Regions from separate parts of the Sus scrofa genome. Here regions 1 and 2 are each linked to region 3. Evidence: chromatin contacts called from public HiChIP or PLAC-seq data. All regions are on one chromosome and are shown on one strand. Each heading gives the region's core, a stretch centred on a gene start, on an enhancer-like site or on the middle of the called end of the contact. The rest is flanking DNA. Distances are from core to core; before and after follow the strand shown.

Region 1 (2,827 bases), core at 129-2,628, 190 kb before region 3:
CAGGGAAGTGAATCAGTCCTACTGGGGCCCCAACACACCAGGTTTGGCACCCTGGACTGAGCTCCAGATCAGCACCAGGCATGTGCTATCTATGAATCAAGGAATCCTGAGTCCAGAAAAATCTGAAAGTTCATCTAGACTAGACCCCTTTATAACATCCATCCATTCCCGCATCTTCCCCATGCATGAAGCCCCTGCCCTGTGCCAGACGCTGGGGTCAAAAAGGGCCCCATCTGTTTCATCCCCCAGGGGTCCTGATGGAAAGGCTGTCTGTAAAAGACTGGAAATACACCACTTGCCAACAGCAATGAGGTTGCAGGGGTAGGATTCGAGGTTGATGTTTTTTCTTTCTTTTATCTCTTCCAAACTCTCTGCAACAGGATTATGTTACATTCATGCTTTAAAAGGGAAATGTCAAGATTTAATAAAAGGACCCTTTGGCATTGAGCTAAAATTTGCCCTCCAAGCTCCCAGGCTCCTGGTTCTAGGGAATGCAGCACAGCATTTGCTGGGCAGCAGGGTCTTTTCTCCCCACTCATGGGGTGGCCTGGGGCCCCTGGACAGAGATCACTGTGGCTCGGGGGTACCAGGCAGGGGCTCTCTCTCCTGGCCCATGAGCTTCTCCAGGCCACCAGTGCCCACCCTCTGAGCACCTGCCCTTACAAGGGCCCTGAGATTGGTCTGCTGCTCCACTGTTACCATCTTTCATTCTTTAATGAGGGCCAGGCCTTTTCATTTCCTATGGCCCCCTGCAAATTATGTATCCAGTCTTGGCCATGTCACCATGCTGATCAAGGGCTTTGGACCAAGACTGTTAGCCACTCCGTGACCCAGAGCACTGACTTAACCTCTCTGTGGCCCCTTTGCCTCATTGGAAAAACAGGGATGACCTCGTAATGCTGTTATAAAGATTAGCACTGTGTCATCAGCACACAGTGAAGACCTCTGAATAAGATATCTGCTGCACGAAGCACTCAGCACAGGCTCTGGCACAAAGCATTCCCTTCGTGAGCAGTCCCTAGAATCGTGGGAAAGACAATGACTGGTTGCCCACAGCCCAGCCCTGTTGAGGGGCGGCTCTCTTCCCACGCTGCCTCCTTAGCATCCTCTAAAGGGCAGAGGGAAGCAGACGCCAGCTCACTGGAGGAGGGATGCAGCTGCTATGTGCCCATGTGGCCTCCTCCTCCTCCCCTGCCACTGACCCTGCAGAGGATGTCAGTGCTGCCTGCCGCTCTCCTGATACAAACACCATTTGTCCCTGACCTGGACCCAAGGGGTTCTTTGCAACAGGCCTTTAGGGAGGGGGAACAGTGTGGGCGGCCTGTGAGCGTGGGCTTGTCCCTGCTGCAATCCAGAGGTACATCCTGTTCTGGTGTTGCCATGGCACAGCCAAACATCTGCCACAACAGAGGGCTGGGGCTGGCGGCTGGCAGCAGGGCTGGGGCGGGGTGAGGGCCCGGACATCCCCCACCCCCTCCCCATGCATACACATGCATGCACGAACTCACATCCACATGCAGGCACGCACACACGCACACGTGCAAGTCGGCCTTCCAGAACAGGCAGATTTCCCCTGAAGGAGAGCTGGAACTTGTTGATTTGCTTCCTGAAGGTCCTGGAGAACAGTCCTGGCGGGACGGGGCTGTCCTGAATTCTCACCCTGGCCCAGCTCACAGCCTGGCTTCTGGAGCTGCCTGAGTCCCTGGCCTGCTCTGAAATGGAATTCGCTTTCCTGGTGGTTACTGTTGTTTTTCCTGATTGGAAAGTAAAACACAGTCATTGTAACACCATCACATGATGTAGAGGAGTGACAATAGCTGACCTCGTGGTGTCAGAGCCCGCTGCTGGCCTCGACCCTCTCTTTAAAAATACATGGGCAGAAAGTGCATGGGGCAGCATCTGCCCCACGGTATGCGATGTCCACAGGTCTGTGAAATAAAACAGTTGTTAAAATGCTCAGATTCCATCTGTCTGTGCGGGTATTAGAAACACACCAGGCTGGACGTTTCCCTGTGGCACAGTGGGTTAAGGCTGCAGCGTTGTCACTGCAGCGGCCCAGGTTGCTGCTCTGGCATGGGTTCCATCCCTGGTCTGGGAACTTCCACATGTCATGGATATGACCGAATTTTTTTTTAAATAACAAAATAAATTAAAATTTAAAAAGAAAAAAGAAACACATGGGACCGAGAGGTGACATCACCTACCTAAAGTCCTGTAATGAGTGCCAGGCAGGATCTGAACCCAGGATACACCAACAGCAGAGCCCCAAGTCTGAATCTTCCACCTGCCCAAACCCCATCCTTTGCTGTTTCTCTTAGTTCCTAAACACCTTGCAAGGTCCCTTCCTCCCCTCTGATCACACGCCTCCAGCCCTGACCTCATTCCTGTTGGAGGCACCACGGGGCCACTGAGGTCACAGACCTGACCCTAGACTCCTGCACCCACTCCTTATCTGAGGCCTTTGGGGATTCTCCCCACTGATTTGCCTGTGTCACCAGGCTCCCAGGGGCTAGGCACTCTCTGCCTGTCCCCTCCCAGGGCTGAGACCTCCGTGGTGTCACACCCTCCAGCCCACTTTCTCTGCCCTGAGATGGAGGCTTGGTGGGAACCATGATGTTAGTAATCACAGGGGGCATTTCTTTCTTTCTTTTTTCTTTTTTTGTCTTTTTTGGGGCCACACTGAAGGCATATGGAAGTTCCCAGGCTAGGGGTCAAATCAGAGCTGCAGCTGCCGGCCTACACCGCAGCCACAGAAACTTGGGATCTGAGGCAAGTCTGAGATCTACACTACAGCTCACTGGCAACGCCAAATCCTTAACCCACGGAG
Region 2 (3,066 bases), core at 216-2,715, 230 kb before region 3:
TGAGGTTGGGGGGAAGGAGGGCAGGGGCCGAACTTGTTTTTAATTCCCCATGGAGATTTGTCCTGAAGTAGCGACAGGGAAAACATTTCCTTTGTGTTTGTCCGGATCTGACCTCCTGGGACTTGGGGCACTCTCTAGGGCACCAGTGTCTTTGGGGAGAAGGTGGTCTTTCTATAGCTGGGATGGATGCTTAGTGGGTTGTTTCCTTGTCCTGAGAACCTAGTAAATATGAGTGCCATCCCCACAGCAGAGTTTGTGAAGGACTTCCTTCCCCAATGGGTGCTTGAGACCGATGAGTTGGGTGCTGCGCCTCTCGGTATGGGAGGCCTGGACAGCCCCACAGAGCCCTGGCAGCAGGAGAGTACTCACACCAGTCATCCAGAGGGCATGGGAGGCTCTGGGCCCGGAGCAGCTCAGAACAGAAGCCGAGAAACAGGGTCCTAAAGAAGATCCACATCTTGTTTTCATAAATCCTGTGACTGCCGTGACCTCTCAGCCCCAAGTCATCCTGTGCGGTCATCCTCGTGCTGGGCGCGCTCACCGCCTCCCAGACTCGGCCATCTCGCAGGCTGGCCTTAATGTGTTCCTGGAGCTTGCCCTCAGCTTCAGACCTCGCTCCTGACGGTAAATGCCTGTGACTGTCTTCAGAGAGACAGAGGCAGAGTGTTCCAGGCCCCCAGCCACATAGCCCCCTGACTTCATAGGTCGCTGGGAGGCTCTGCGACTGTGTCAGCCTCAGGAACACTGGGGAACAGCTGGCCTTGTAAGTGATCACGGGATCAAACCAGCCCATTCTTTTGCTTTGTTGCCTCCCCCCGAAAGGAAATGTAAGGGAAACCGAGGGGAATTTTCGCCCATGATTTCCAAGGCTAAGGTCACTGTCAGTGGCTGGCTGTTTCCAGAGGGCTCTGGTTTCTGGTCAATATAGATTCCCCCGCCTCCTTTTTTTTTAAACTCATGAACAAAAAAAGGTTGGGATGCCTTGCAAAGATTTTTTTTCCCCCAGCTGCTTCGATGAACTGATTGTTGTTTGAAGTTTCCTGCATTTTGGAGTCTCTTGGGCAGCTCTCTCAAATTACGATGAGACTAAGCAGTAAGCGATCCGTGTCTACCTAAAACAGCCTAGTTCTGAAAACAAACTCAGTTGCAAGACTTTAAGAAAGGAGAGGGTGACACGTTTCAGGGATGGAAAAGTGTGCAGTTGGTGAAAACTAGACAACCTGTATTTTTCTCTTGGCTGATGGATGCTCTAGAGCTCTGTGCCTCCCATGGGTGAGTGAGACTCAAAGAAAGGGTGTGTCTCATTTCTTTGGTTATGTATAATCTTGAGCTCCTCAGCACTTGAAACTTGCAGCACAAAGGCGAGACTTCTAGAGTGGAAAGGATAACCTGGCAGTACAGGTAGCAATGGACGACAAAGCTCGGTCCAGAGCACAAGTGCTGCTGTGAGGAAATAGATAGGACTGGTTGTCAGTAATTCAAAGGCCTGAATAGGAGAGGCTGAACCAAAACCTTAGTATTTGCTCTTTGAGCAGTCGTGATTTTTAGAGTGAGGATCCAACCAGAAAAATGAACAGATTTTTATTTTGGACATACTAGCATGGAAGATAACCGTTGTTCTGATTCCAGGAGCTGCTGACTTAAATGCCGGACCATGCAGTGAGTTTTCTTAGCTCCGGAGTTATGTATTAGACTTAGCTGAGTTGTTTATTCCAAGATGAGAATGTTTATTAACATTAGCTCTCTGGGACAGTGGTGATCTTGCTGTTTTATATTACAGAAAATGTCCTTGTATTTTCATCAGGACTTGATTTGCTTTCTTAAAAAAGAAAAGGTGGCACATCATTGTAAATGAACTATAATTTTTTAAAAGTGCTTCCGTTTCTTAGAGATTTTTCTTTCAAATCAAATATGTTAATTGGTTGCTCAAGAGAGAATGAATGATTTGGATAGTTCTCTATAATTTGAGCTGTAATCTTCATAAAATTAATAAAAGTGAAATGTTTTTTGCATTATGAAGAGTATTACGTGTTTTATAGTACTTTGAAAATTCAAAAATACAGAAAAAGCTGGAGTTCCCGTCGTGGCTCAGTGGTTAACGAATCCGACTAGGAACCATGAGATTTCAGGTTTGATCCCTGGCCTTGCTCAATGGGTTAAGAATCCGGCATTGCCATGAGCTGTGGTGTGGGTTGCAGACGCGGCTCGGATCCTGAGTTGCTGTGGCTGTGGTACAGGCTGGCAGCTACAGCTCCGATTAGACCCCTAGCCTGGGAACCTCCATATGCCACAGGAGTGGCCCCATAAAAGGCAAAAAACAAACAAACAAAAAACAGAAAAAGCTTTCGACAAAATTAGGGAACCTATGTCAACATCACAAAGGCCATATATGACAAACCCACAGCTAACATTGTCCTCAGTGGTGAAAATTCAAAAATCGTTTACAAAAGTTAATGTTTGCTCAATATGGCAAATTTGGAGGATACAAGATGTAGAAAGAAAATCATAGGTGGTACACCCCTCCACCCCCTGCAAAAACACCGCTAATAATTTTGGTGTCTCTTATATGTAGTTTTCAGAGTTGATGGTGTTTGTAAATAATTGGCAGTAATTAATAACTAATACAGTCAGTCAAGTTTATAGTCTTAATTTCTGCTGAAGATTTTTTTATGACCAAATTGTGAAAGTGAAACTTTTATTGTAATTTTTTAAATTATAGGCTGAATGTAAATGTTATTGCTTCTTAAGATAACAAAGACAAAAGATTCATTGGTTCGGAGTTCCCGTCGTGGCGCAGTGGTTAACGAATCCAAGTAGGAACCATGAGGTTGCGGGTTCGATCCCTGCCCTTGCTCTGTGGGTTAACGATCCGGCGTTGCCTTGAGCTGTGGTGTAGGTCGCAGACGCGGCTCGGATCCTGCGTTGCTGTGGCTCTGGCGTAGGCTGGTGGCTGCAGCTCCGATTCGACCCCTAGCCTGGGAACGTCCACATGCCGCGGGAGCGGCCCAAAGAAATAGCAAAAAGACAAAAAAAAAAAAAAAAAAAAAAAAAAAGGTTCATTGGTTC
Region 3 (3,053 bases), core at 469-2,968:
GCACGTTTGAAGTCAGCAAACCGAACCCAGCAGGTGTCACGAAATACCAAGTTTTACCTGGGCGGGAAGGCTTATGCTCAGGTCAATGAGAACCACTGGCCACCCAAAGTCTTTGTGTGTCGCCTCTCCAATTACCTTCAGAGATTCATAATAAGGCAGAAAAATCTGCAAGATCTGGCTTTGTTCTGCAGGGTTTTGAACCACAAATAATTGACCTTTAACCACCTGAGGCATCAGAGTTGGGCTCAAACACCATTTTTTATCTCCATAAGATACATCTCAAAGGATCTATCAAAGCATAATACTTACCATTCAAAAATTGTAAAAGTAAGTATGGTCCAGAAATAAGTGTTTCCCAGAAGCTTCAAGGAGACTATTACAGGAGGGACAAGACTAGGAATGCGTCCACTTGTGGGCGATAATAAATAAAAACAGTCCTTTCACTGTATTTCAGGGCCCTGAACCCTCTGGTGCACAGTGCGCCCTGGTGGCTGCAAGGCTGAGAGCACCAATTCGTTCTGCGTGGACTGTCAACAACACACCCTCCTGAGCTGGGGAAGACAAGAACATGGGCAAATGCGTTGCAGCCAGAAGAGAAAAACAAAAAACAAACCCAAAACAAAGCAAAAAAGCTCAAACTGGCACATGGAAGGTTTTAAAAACTTTGAGGTCTGTTTACTAGTTAGCCGTAAGTATCCCAATCTTCCAGTCCCCTCCGCCCACTTATCTGTCCACGGATTTTGAGTCCAAGCCCTAGGACCTACAAGACAAAGTCCAGTCTAGACTTTCTGCCCCGTGTTGATCTGCTGCATTCTGTAGTTAACCGGTTCTAGAGTGAAAGAGTTTTACGTTTACGGACCTCACGCCCCTGGAATGTAAAGTCTTCAAACTACGCACCTATCTCTACTCACAGCTCCCCACCACCCCAAACAAAACTAAACAAAAATGAAAGCATTATGACTTGGTTACATGTCCATCCCCATTCGGAGGCTCTGAGCTCCTACAACAATAATAGCAGCAGCACCCTAAGTGGCCTCCCTGTGCCAGGCACCAAGCAGAGGAGGACCCCGCAGGCACGGTCTCGTGTAGGGGGACTGCTAAGAGCCCCCCCATATGATAAGTGGTAAAACAGGTTCAGCTCAGAGCAGTAACTTGCCCAAGGTCACCTGGCTAGAGCAGTGGCCTTAGGTGAGGCCGGAGCCCGCGCCATTCTGTGTGTGTCTGTCCCTGGAGTTCGGCTGTCAGGTCACAGCAGAACCCTGCTTGCTGGGCGGTTGGGAATTTTAAAGGCTTGGGTGCAAGAGATTAAAGACAGCGGCCGGGCCCACGGGCAGTCGCCGCTGGACGAGCCGAAACTGTCATTCTTATTTCAGGCGCCGTTAGTGCACTTGCGCATCGAGAGAAAGTTGGTCGAGGCGGACTCGTGCGAGGGGCGCCCCGTTTCCTGGGCCGCAGTGGCGTTCCCCGGGCCGCGCAAAGCCGGCCGGCCAGTCGTCCCTAGGCCAGGCCTTTGGTAGTACGCCTAAGTCCTCTCGGCGGTCCTAGTTCCCCGGCTGGTGCAGGCCCCGCGCACGCCCTCGCCCGCCCCTACCTTCTTGTGATAGAGCCGAGCCGGAGCTGACAGCTCCCGAGCAGGCAGGCGCGGGACCGGGAGCAGCAGGACGAAGCCGCCCGCCTTAGACGGCCGGCGCCAGCCGCCGCCATCTTGCGGACTTGCGCCTGCGCAGGCCGAACGCGAGACCGAGGGGAGGGGCTCGTGCACGAGTTGGCACCCGGCTTGGAGCGCGCCCCTCTAAAGTCCCGGCGACTTTGCGCCTGCGCCCTCCCGCTCGGTGCTTGAGTCCGCGCCTTGGCCCCGCCTTGACCACGCCCCTCCGAGTCCGGCGAGGCGTGGAGCCCAAAGGTCTGAATTCGCAGGACGGTTTTTCCTCCGTGCTGGGTTATGGGTCTGAGGGGCTTCAGGCTGGAGTTCCGGACGCAAATTTATGTTCACAAAGTCCACTGCCGGAATGCGGCACAGAGGATCAACCATTCCACCTTTCTTAGCCCTGTTTTGCTGCTTAGAATGTTGAGGGTCAGAGAGGTTTAGGAACTTGTCTGAGGTTGCCCTGAGAGTTAGACTCAGTTGGGATGCAAACTTGGACAATCCTCAACTAGAATCCCAGCTCTGCTCCTTACTGGCTGTGTGATCCTAGACGAATGACATCGTCCTTCTAAACCTTGATCTCTTGTGTACTAATTCAAGGACAACTATTTCACCCGTTGAGCAAGTATGTTTTGAATGTCCACTTTGTGTCGGGGTGTTTTGGGGATCCCAAACAAAAACAGACATAATTTCTGACATAATTAAGCTTGCTAACGAGAGAGAAAGGCAATAGACACAGCAAGACTTTCCTACCTCAAAAAATAGGAAGCTTAATTAAACGAATACTTTGTCCAAACTTAATAAAAATTTACGTTTATGTCTATTCCTTTATTAAAAAGCAAACACAATTTATATGACAAGGCCTGGCAATGAAGAGATTCTAAATAGATGCTTAATAATATGATTTATTAATGTTGGGTTACAGAACAGGAGCTTATAAAATGAAAACTCACGTGTGTGTCTAACTACTAGGCACCAGGCATTACATAAAGGGGAAATGAGTTTTTCTCATGAGTCGTGCAATTGATCCTTCCCTGAGGACTTGGACTTTTCTCTGCATGTGAGGCTCGGTTGCTGGGGAGACTGAACTACGCGCCAAGTCAGACCAGGCAGTAAGAGCCGTTTATGCCAAGAATCATTTTGACCTTCTCAAGATGGCGCCAAACACTGAACGTCGATCATCACGCTCTGTCCATGACTTCCTCTATGGCGTCCACTTCCTGTCTAAGGACCTAATTTCTGTCCCGAGTTGTGGCGGAACACATGCCCTGTTAGCGAGTTTTTTACCCTTAAGGAGAATTACTAAAAGCATATAAAGTGACATAGATTTGTTGTATTTCTAGATTTTTCCCTCATCTGAGGCTCACAGTTTCTCTTTAGGTGGCAAGAGAGGGGGATTTTGATCAGG

Evidence for each region. HiChIP or PLAC-seq counts read pairs in DNA pulled down with a chosen protein or histone mark.
Region 1: a contact with region 3 is called in an H3K27ac HiChIP or PLAC-seq map of skeletal muscle. The contact joins the enhancer-like site here to the promoter of ISCU in region 3. A contact is called at or near these places in 4 of 47 Hi-C or Micro-C datasets (embryonic fibroblasts, fetal heart ventricle, liver and 1 more) and 2 of 2 datasets of contacts at active chromatin or transcription factors (alveolar macrophages and skeletal muscle).
Region 2: a contact with region 3 is called in an H3K27ac HiChIP or PLAC-seq map of alveolar macrophages. The contact joins the promoter of LOC110256864 here to the promoter of ISCU in region 3. A contact is called at or near these places in 1 of 5 promoter capture datasets (liver) and 2 of 2 datasets of contacts at active chromatin or transcription factors (alveolar macrophages and skeletal muscle).

What each region holds. Positions count from the first base shown.
Region 1 is chr14:42,033,538-42,036,364 of Sscrofa11.1, forward strand. No RefSeq gene overlaps it. Among named protein-coding and RNA genes, the nearest start is that of CORO1C, 28 kb to the right of the region's middle. Within about 2 kb of position 1,379, at least 27 of the 83 cell types and tissues checked have an H3K27ac peak or open chromatin away from gene starts, as enhancers often do. A contact at or near this core is called in alveolar macrophages, mesenteric adipose tissue and skeletal muscle, where this site is marked.
Region 2 is chr14:41,990,915-41,993,980 of Sscrofa11.1, forward strand. LOC110256864 reads right to left here and starts at 1,466. Exons shown (of 2, transcript XM_021074058.1): 1 at 370-1,466. The coding sequence starts at 793. The region is part of intron 2 of SSH1 (protein phosphatase Slingshot homolog 1); the gene reads left to right.
Region 3 is chr14:42,220,852-42,223,904 of Sscrofa11.1, forward strand. ISCU (iron-sulfur cluster assembly enzyme ISCU, mitochondrial) reads right to left here and starts at 1,719. Exons shown (of 6, transcript XM_003359136.3): 1 at 1,665-1,719; 2 at 1,592-1,662. The coding sequence starts at 1,704. It overlaps SART3 (squamous cell carcinoma antigen recognized by T-cells 3), which reads left to right and starts at 2,901. Exons shown (of 19, transcript XM_005670755.3): 1 at 2,901-3,053. It overlaps LOC106507249 (a long non-coding RNA gene), which reads left to right. Exons shown (of 2, transcript XR_002338860.1): 2 at 1-432.